3 separate regions of the Mus musculus genome follow, and regions 1 and 3 are each linked to region 2. Evidence: chromatin contacts called from public Micro-C and promoter capture Hi-C data. All regions are on one chromosome and are shown on one strand. The core of a region is the stretch at or near the end of the contact, and the rest is flanking DNA. Distances in the headings are between cores, read along the strand shown. Region 1 holds the start of Notch2 (notch 2). Region 2 holds the start of Man1a2 (mannosidase, alpha, class 1A, member 2). Region 3 holds the start of Trim33 (tripartite motif-containing 33).

Evidence for each region. Promoter capture Hi-C pulls out the DNA fragments that hold promoters and counts their contacts. Hi-C and Micro-C count contacts between places; a contact is called where the count stands out from the background.
Region 1: a contact with region 2 is called in a Micro-C map of embryonic stem cells, with 5 times the contacts expected there. The contact joins the promoter of Notch2 here to the promoter of Man1a2 in region 2. A contact is called at or near these places in 1 of 39 promoter capture datasets (pre-B cells) and 1 of 484 Hi-C or Micro-C datasets (embryonic stem cells).
Region 3: a contact with region 2 is called in a promoter capture Hi-C map of liver, with 4 times the contacts expected there. The contact joins the promoter of Trim33 here to the promoter of Man1a2 in region 2. A contact is called at or near these places in 1 of 39 promoter capture datasets (liver) and 1 of 9 other capture datasets (adipose tissue).

The regions. Positions count from the first base shown.
Region 1 is chr3:98,012,151-98,015,014 of GRCm38.p6, reverse strand. It overlaps Notch2 (notch 2), which reads right to left and starts at 1,477. Exons shown (of 34, transcript NM_010928.2): 1 at 1,244-1,477. The coding sequence starts at 1,316.
Region 2 is chr3:100,684,127-100,686,838 of GRCm38.p6, reverse strand. Man1a2 (mannosidase, alpha, class 1A, member 2) reads left to right here and starts at 1,366. Exons shown (of 13, transcript NM_010763.2): 1 at 1,366-2,278. The coding sequence starts at 1,977.
Region 3 is chr3:103,277,764-103,280,749 of GRCm38.p6, reverse strand. It overlaps Trim33 (tripartite motif-containing 33), which reads right to left and starts at 1,457. Exons shown (of 20, transcript NM_053170.3): 1 at 304-1,457. The coding sequence starts at 871.

The DNA of each region.
Region 1 (2,864 bases), core at 228-2,727, 2.7 Mb after region 2:
TGATGCTGGACAGCCCAGCACTGTTTGCAGGTGATAAATAATCGAGTCTTCCTCAAAGCATCTGCGATTGGCATGTCAGCTGCCTGTTACAATGAACAAAGACCATACTTTTCTGAAACTCATCCCTTCTCTGAGGAAATGTACTAGAGTTTTTCTGGTAAAAGTTAATTGTTCTTGAGTAAAGGGGGACCCTACCAGTTCAACAAACCAGTACAAGACATAGCCCCACTGGAAGCACAGACTTCAAACCAGTACAAGACATAGCCCCACTGGAAGCACAGACTTCAAACCAGTACAAGACATAGCCCCACTGGAAGCACAGACTTCGAACCAGTACAAGACATAGCCCCACTGGAAGCACAGACTTCAAACCAGTACAAGACATAGCCCCATTGGAAGCACAGACCAAACCGCTGCTCCTGCCCTGAAACAACTTTTCTGAACATCTTTTAAGTGCTACGGGTTTAATATACATTCTTTTAATTAATCCTATTAGCTGGGTAATTTCATCCCCATTTTATTGGTGAGTTAATACAGAAGATTTGAATCCAGGATTACAGAGCTGGACTCCAAAGCCGAAGTTCTTTCCATACAACATTCCAAAGAAATGTAAAATCTAAAGATGTGGGTGGAGTGGGTAAAATATGATCCGATTTCCTTTCCTGGCTCCCACCAAGTTAGCGAGGGGGCACGGAATATCCCACCATAACAAGCCTTTCTAAGCAAGCACTTCGGATCAAGCAACGTCTCCACTTTTCCTCGCCTGCCCCTGCCCCACCCCCAACGGTGCCAAAAGAGCAGCAAGCTGCTGCCAGGTTGGAGGAGTTGGGGATCGTCACACCACATTCCTGGGGCTGGACGCACACTGGAACCGCAGCAGAGCTCCGCGCCTCGGAAAGAATAACAGCAGTTGAGATTTTCAATCATGTGGCTCAGCACGCTGCCACACCAGTTCCCCCACTGCTGCCTCCACCTATCCAAGACCTAAGCCCCACGCCCAACTCCTCCTCCGGACAAACCGACCGATCCGGGTGTCAAAAGCTGGGAACGCCGCAAGCCCCCGCCGCCCTCCCGACCACACTCGCACCTCGGCCCGCGAGCTGCTCGCCCGAGACCCCGCTAACGCGGAACCCGGGACGCTACGCGTTGCCAAGACTCGAGGCCCGGACGAGGCAGTTTGGAAGACGCAGTCCCCGTAGCGCAGAGACAGAGAGGGATGGTCTCCCGGGCGCCCGGTACTCACCGTGCGCGGGGCCCGCGCCGCACAGCCAGAGCCACAGCAGCGCCCGCAGCGCGGCGGGACGCAGAGCGGGCATCTTCGGGGCCGCAGCCAGAGCAGATCCGCATGGGGAGCGGGTCCCGACCAGGAGCCCGGCTCTCGCGTGCTCTACCCTGCCCCCGCGGCTCGCTGAGTCCTGGAGCTCCCGCTGCGCCGCCCCTGCACTCCGCGCAGCCAGGCCGCCGCCCGAAGTTTGGCTGAAAGTTTCTGGCTGCGCCGCGCGGCTGGGCGGCCCGCGTGTCCTTCCGCCTCGGCCTCCTCCCACCGCGAGGCTCCGCCCCCGTCGCCGCCGCGCGCCCAGGGGTTTCCCGCAGAAAGAAGCGCCGGTCCTCTGCGCGCGGAGGGATCTGAGTGAGCAGCACCCCGTACTCCGCCCGCTCGACCGCCGAGCCCGCCCATGAGCTCGGAAAGGGGGGCGGCTGAAGCGCCCAACATCAAACACTAGGGTTTACCCGGGTCCTGAACTTGTAGAGAGAGGCAGACCTCATGCCCCACACACCCACCCACACACTTCTTGGCTGGTTAGAGGAATGAGGGAGAGCAAAAACGAGACTGTCAACGGAAGGCAGAGGGCAAAGGCGCCAAAGTACTCTTAAGAGGACATTCCTTAAGATGCTCTGGGCATTTCGTTCATTCATCCGTCCATCCACCCACCCATCCTTGGTTCTTTTAGTGAACTTCGTGTAGCAAGGTGCTTGGGACACTGGAATCGTCCGCTCTAGGGTCTAGAAGAATTTAGGGGAGGCTTTCAAGAGACAGCAGGAGCTTGAAACTCTAGTCAAAGGTGTAGAAAATAGAAAGAAGAACCAGGAATACTCTTTATAACCTATTAATAGCTGCGAGTGAAGAGTAACCTAAATGCCCCACCCTTAGGGACTAGATGAATAATGCATAATTATAAGTGCAATACAATTGAAAATACCATCTTCATATACGTCAGCCGTAAAACCAAAATGATGATGAAAACACGAATCGCAGAGCGAGACTCTAAGAATGCCATTTACATATAAATGTTTCCAAACAACACTGAACATTGTATGGACGTTTGTGTGCATAGTTTTTAAAAGATAAAGCTATTACACTAACAATTTCCAAAGTGGGAGAGTGGAGGGTGTGATCTGTCTTAGGAATAAATGCATTTGTAGAACGAAATTGGCAACTACGAGGAATTGCATAAGTAACACAGGACTGTTTGTATTTCTGTCTTGACTACACGGGGAAGTCTTTATGGCCCAGGATCATGGCCTTCATCACTAGTGCCTATCAATTAGTAGATGGTGACCTAGAATGCAGAATACCGTTCAGCAAGTGCAAATGGGTGTGAACATTAAAACTGCAGTTTAATAAGCACTATAGAGTCTGAGGAAATGGATCAGCGGGAAAGAGTGCTTGCTGTGCAAGCACGGGGACCTGAGTTCAAATCTCCAACACTCACAGTGAAAGCCAGGTTTGACTATGCACATGCCTCAAACAGCTGTAGGGAGTAGAGTTAAATGAATCTCTGGGGCTAATTAGCAGGTAGCCCAGTTCCAGGTTCAGTAAGAGATCCCCCCCCCCCCAACCAGGGAATAAGTTAGAGAGTAAT
Region 2 (2,712 bases), core at 117-2,616:
GTTTGCAGAGCTTCTAGAAATGCCTAGTGGAATGTAGTTCTGAATCCTGCCAAGGGACATGAAGTTTTCCTTGATTTCTAAGGCTGACTTCCCACCCCTGCCATTTATGGGCCTCCTCTCCAATTGCCAGCTACCAGTTAGGATGTGTGCAAGGAACAGAAGGTAAATTTAAGAAAAAAAAAAAAAGCTAAATGCAAACTAGATGCAAGAATACATATGCATTGCTAAGAAGCCTATATTATACTTTATCACAACCTGGTTCTTCTCAATATTACAGATAACAGAATTGACTCAGATTGTTTCAAGCCTCAACTTCAACAATATTGTCCTTTTGGGTTTTAACACCTGCTCATTCATTCATCTTTGTTATCTTTGCGGGGGGAATGGTAGTGGTGGTGGTGAAGATGACTATAGAGTGTATATATAGTCTTGGGACTGAACCACCAGGAATCTCCTGTCTGACCTAGGTCGTCCGATTCCTCAGAAAGGAACCCAGTAGAAAGCGCAGGGCTGCCATTTTAACACGAATCCGGCACGTGGCCGGTGCCACCTCCTTCTTCAACCAGCCTCGCGTGCCCAAGAACGCGTGGAAGTTTGAGACCTTGATGTTGAACCCCGGCCCCGAGTCACTGATAACTGAGGGAGGCATCAGCCTTGGCCCCCGTAACCCGTCAGTCCCAGGAACCCCACATTCCAGCGCCACTTTCGCGATCCAAGCGCCTGGTCCTCCTCGTCCGGCCGCCGGGGCTTCCGGGGGCTCCGGGCTCTCGGCAGCGGCCAGGCCCGAGCGGCCCGGCGGGCGGGGGAGGGGCGCGGCGGCCGGGAGCGTGCGCGCGCACCTCACACTCCGCCGCCCGGGGACGCCCACTCGCGAGTCGGGGCGGCTAGCCGGGCCCGCGCCCCCCACGGCCGAGCCGCTCGGCCCAACCGGTGTCGGCCGCGCAGCCGCTCTGTTCTCCTCCGGCCTCCACAGGCCAGGGACCAGCCCAGGGCCGCGGACCCGCGCCGCAGTCAGCGCGAGCGTGCGAGCCACCCGAGGCCGGGCCCTGCCGGAGCCGCCCTGCGGCCGCGGGAGGCGCGGCTGCTCGCTCGCGCGCGACCGGCCGCCCTCCCTCCCGCCCGCCTCTCCCAGGCGGTGCGAGGAATGAGCCGGCGCCGGCCCCGGGCTGTCGGTCTGAGGGCCGCGGCCCGGCTACCTCGCACGCCGCCACCGAGGCGCAGGGGCTCGGCCGCCGCGGCTGGGCTCGGCCGAGAAGCGGGCGGCGGGGCTAGCTGAGGAGGAGGAGGAGGAGGAGGAGGAGGAGGAAGAGAAGAAGGAGGAGGAGCCGGGTGGGGGCGGCCGCTCGGCTGAGGAGGAAGTTCCGCTCCTGACAGAGCGCGCGGCGGCGCGGGCGCTGTAGTGTTCGGGACGCCGTCGCCCTCGCGGCCTCGGCTGAGGGTCGTCGCTGCTACGCCCGGCGCCGCTGCTTGGAAGCCGCGGAGGCTGCGGAGCGGTGGAGCGGAGGAGGCTCCGGAGGGGACCGAGTGGAACCGACCTACTGCAACTCGTCGTCTTCGCCGGGCGCCTCCCGGGGCGGGCAGCCGCCTCTGAGCATCGCGCCGGGGCGCGGGCATGGCAGAACCCACCTTGCAGCTTCTCTGCGGTGTGGCTCGCCCGATCCACTCTCGGGAATGAAGAGGAGACTCGCGATCATCCGGTGAGGCACCGAGAGCCAAATGGCGAGAAGATCTGACGGGACAGAAACCAACGATCGCTTGGGAGGTCACCCGGGCTTCTGGATGTAATCGGAGAGCGTGAAAGAGGTGGCCTCGTAAATAATAATAATAATAAAAAAGCACAACAATCCTTTGAGAGGAGGGAAATTGAGTTTATTCTTTTTTTTTTTTTGGCCGAGGTTTTGAGAAACGGTTCGATGTGTTGTACGTTTGATATAAGATGAGAACTTTATAAAGTATTCCGTCCAAGAGCCTAAACGATGACTACCCCAGCGCTGCTGCCCCTCTCTGGTCGTAGGATACCACCTTTGAACCTGGGGCCGCCCTCCTTCCCACATCACAGGGCTACCTTGAGACTCTCCGAGAAGTTTATCCTTCTCCTCATCCTTAGTGCCTTCATCACCCTGTGTTTTGGGGCATTCTTCTTCCTTCCAGACTCTTCAAAACACAAACGCTTTGATCTGGGCTTAGAAGATGTGTTAATTCCTCACGTAGATGCCGGCAAAGGAGCTAAAAACCCCGGCGTCTTCCTGATCCATGGACCCGACGAACACAGACACAGGTTCGTTTGTTACTTAAATTATGGTACTTCCTTTTGGGAGAGCAAGGTACAGTTCACTGCTTTCTTGTCTCTCCCCCCTCCCCCTCCTGCCCCTGTGAATGATCAGGGTGTTGAACGTTGTTGGTTCAGAGCTGCCTGGGTAGAACCATACATAGACTGGAAGGACTCCTAGGGTTCCTTGGTTTTTCCCGGCAGAACGAAGTGTTCAGTCAGACTCTTCTGCTGTGGACAGCAGGGAGCGGAGATACAGGGAGTCAGCATGCGCGTATTGAGAACGTGTTTCTGCCTTTCTGCCACCATGTGAAGTCACTGAATCTTGACAGCTTGCTAGACTTTGCTCAGCCACCAAGTCCCAATCTCTGGCTTGTGCTCTGATTTTTTTTTTTTTTTTTAAATGTTAAAAGGTGGGGTGTGTATATCCCTAACCATAATTT
Region 3 (2,986 bases), core at 208-2,707, 2.6 Mb before region 2:
GGACCAGGCCTTCCCACCCCAACTCACTTCTCACGGAGGGTTCGGTACACCCCTTTTCTGTCTCTTTAGTCCACCCTCTGCAGAAGCGCCTCAAACCTCCCTCTCAGCATCCCCTCCCCCAGCCCCTCGCAGCCGGCACCCCTCCCTTCTCTCTCCCCATATCTCCGGCGGTGCAGCTTCTCTGGTAACCGTCCCCGGGGCCGTAGCTTTCGTCTCGGAGACCTCTCTGCACTGCACCGTCCGAGCACCCTCGGCACCCCAAGCCGCCACACCAGATTCTCCCGGGTGCGGCCTGCTGCTCACCTTGCTGGACGTCACCGTTGCTGCCCCCAGGGATGGGCACGCTGAGCTGGCGCTCCGGCTCCGGCAGACAGCGCAGGCAGAAGGAGTGCAGGCAGGGGAGCAGCTTGGGCTCCGCCTCGCGCCGGCTCTGCAAGCTCTGCTGACACACCGCGCAGGTGTCCAGAAGCGAGGCTGGTGGTCCGAGAGGTGGCCCCGACGAGGAACCAGGAGCCGGGGCGGGAGCGGGGGCCGGGGCCGGGGCCGGGGCCGGGGCCGGGGCTGGGGCAGCAGCTGGAGCCGGCGTCGATGCCGCGCCTCCGGGGACCGCGGAGCCCACTGAGGCCGCGGGGACCGAGGCGGCCGGGGCCGAGCTTGAGGAGGCCGCGGCCACCCCCCCGTCGTCGGGCCCAGCCGCACCGCCCTCCGCGCCAGCCCTGCCGCCTTCCTCCTCCTCCTCCTCCACCAGCACCGCGGCGAGAGGCGGCTCCGCCTCCTGCGCCGTGGGCCCGGCGGCCCCGGCGGTTACCGGCGCGCTACCGCTGCCCCCGCCGCCACTCTCTGCCTCACCGCCGCCTTTGTTTTCCGCCATGTTTTCCTCTTTGAACCCGCCGGACCGCCCCGCGCCGCCCGCCGCTCGCGCCGCCGCCGCCGCCCCCAGCCTCAGCCGCAGCCACAGCAAGAGCGGCCGCCGAGAGCGAGCGAAGTAGCGAGCGAGCGAGCGAGCGAACGCACGAGAGCGCGCGCGCACGCGGCGCCCCCGCCCTCGCGTCGCGGGGCGGGAGGGGTGGGCACGCGCACGTACGCACCGACGTCCTCCGGAGGGAGGCGGGAACTCCGGCCGCGCGCGCTCGCGGGACAGACCGCGATGCAGCTCCGCGCCTCGGTGTGGTCTGTTGCCACCCGGCTGGAGTTGTGTAGCTCGGTAGGAGCTGGTGGAACTGGGTCTCTATGATGTGGCTGCTAGCGCCGAAGCCGCGGTGGTGCGGGAAGAAGGGAGGGAAAACATGCAGGAGTAGGAGGCCGGCTTGCGTTCGCCCCCGAGCGAGCGTCTCCACGGCGACGCCATCCCCAGCGACGGGCGCGCCACCGCGGAAGCTTCACCTGTCGCGCGCTTGGTCGCGGAGGCCTCCTACCGAGGAGGTGCGGACCACCTGGGTCTTCGCTGGGTGTTGCTGGACCGCGTTCTCTAGAGGGCTGTGACACCCGAGAGCGGCTGCGCAGAGTTCCCCCCACCACGTACACACACACCCCAAAAGTCTCCAGATATAGGCTCCTGCGGTGAGACAGAAGTCTTCTAATAGCTATTTTTAGCTTCTTAAGGTGATTCTCCAACGTTGCTACATACCTGAAAGCCAATCAAATGAGCTTTTTTCTAAACAGAGATGCCAGGGCCACACCCCAAAACAGAATCAGGAAGTTGAAAACCAGATGAATGTTGAAAAGTCCCTGCGGCTGATGTGCCAGTTTGGGAGACCATGTTTCTAACCAATATTATATCCCGAGAATCTCACTCGGCGTCCCCGGGTGGGCCAGCTGACTGTCCTCACCACCTCAATCTTAGAAGCTTTATGAAAGGGTTTTGTTTTGTTGGTATCGGGCCTCTCCGCCTCAGGCTGCCATCAGACCTTCATTTAGCCAGTGCTGCCAGAACAAGTGTAACTTGATATAGTGCCCACCTGTAGTCACCTGCAGGGAGACTGCTGAGTTCCTGGCCAGCTTAAGCATCAGGCTTCATAGGGAGACCTTGCCTCCAAAAAGAAATGGGGGAGGGGAAATGATGTAAGTGCAACAGCTGTTTTAATGTGAGTCTCACAAGCCCGTCCTAGACCGTAGTTATACAGGAAATTTATTTGGGTGAGTTTTTAAATTCACAGAAAAGCGTTTTTCATCAATTCCTTCAAAATCTCTTCTGACTTTCGTGTTAAGATAGAAACGTTGGGGTTCCTGCAGGAGAACAAAGAAACTCTCTGCCTTCAAGAAGTTGACAGTTTAGAGGATGAACATGGAGAGTATGTCGGGGGAAATGATAAATGCTTTGGAGTAAAAATAAGGCGAGTGTAAAGGATTTGTGCTGATTGAGCAAGGGCTCTGCTGATAAGGTGAAGAAACCTGGCTTGCACAAGAGTATTCCAGACAGGAGCAGGTGGCAAAAAACAAAGGGCCTAAGGCAAACAGAGACCCTGGAATTAGTGTGAGAGGAATGGCTTCAACAAGGAAAGGAAAAATAGGAGATAACACTTGTGGTCGTTTGAATAAAAATGGCCTCCATGTGGCCAGGCCTGGTGGCCCACGCCTTTAATCCCAGCACTCAGGAGGCAGAGGCAGGTGGATTTCTGAGTTCGAGGCCAGCCTGGTCTACAAAGTGAGTTCCAGGACAGCCAGGACTACACAGAGAAACCCTGTCTCAAAATAACCAAAAGAAAAAACAAAAACAAAGAATGGCCTCCATAGTTTCATTTATTTAAATGGTTGGTCACCTGGGAGCAGAACGGCTTGAAAGTATCAGGAGGAAGTATGTCACTGAGGTGTGCAAAGGTATGCAAAGAACACATTAACTTCCATATGCTTTGTCACTAAGTTCAAAAACCACAAGTATCAAAGAGAACAGGATTTCTGCATCTAATCATTATCTACCAGCTTTTCTGTATTTCCAGGACCACGGAGGAGGACATTGGTATTCCAGTAATAAATACAACAGTACATA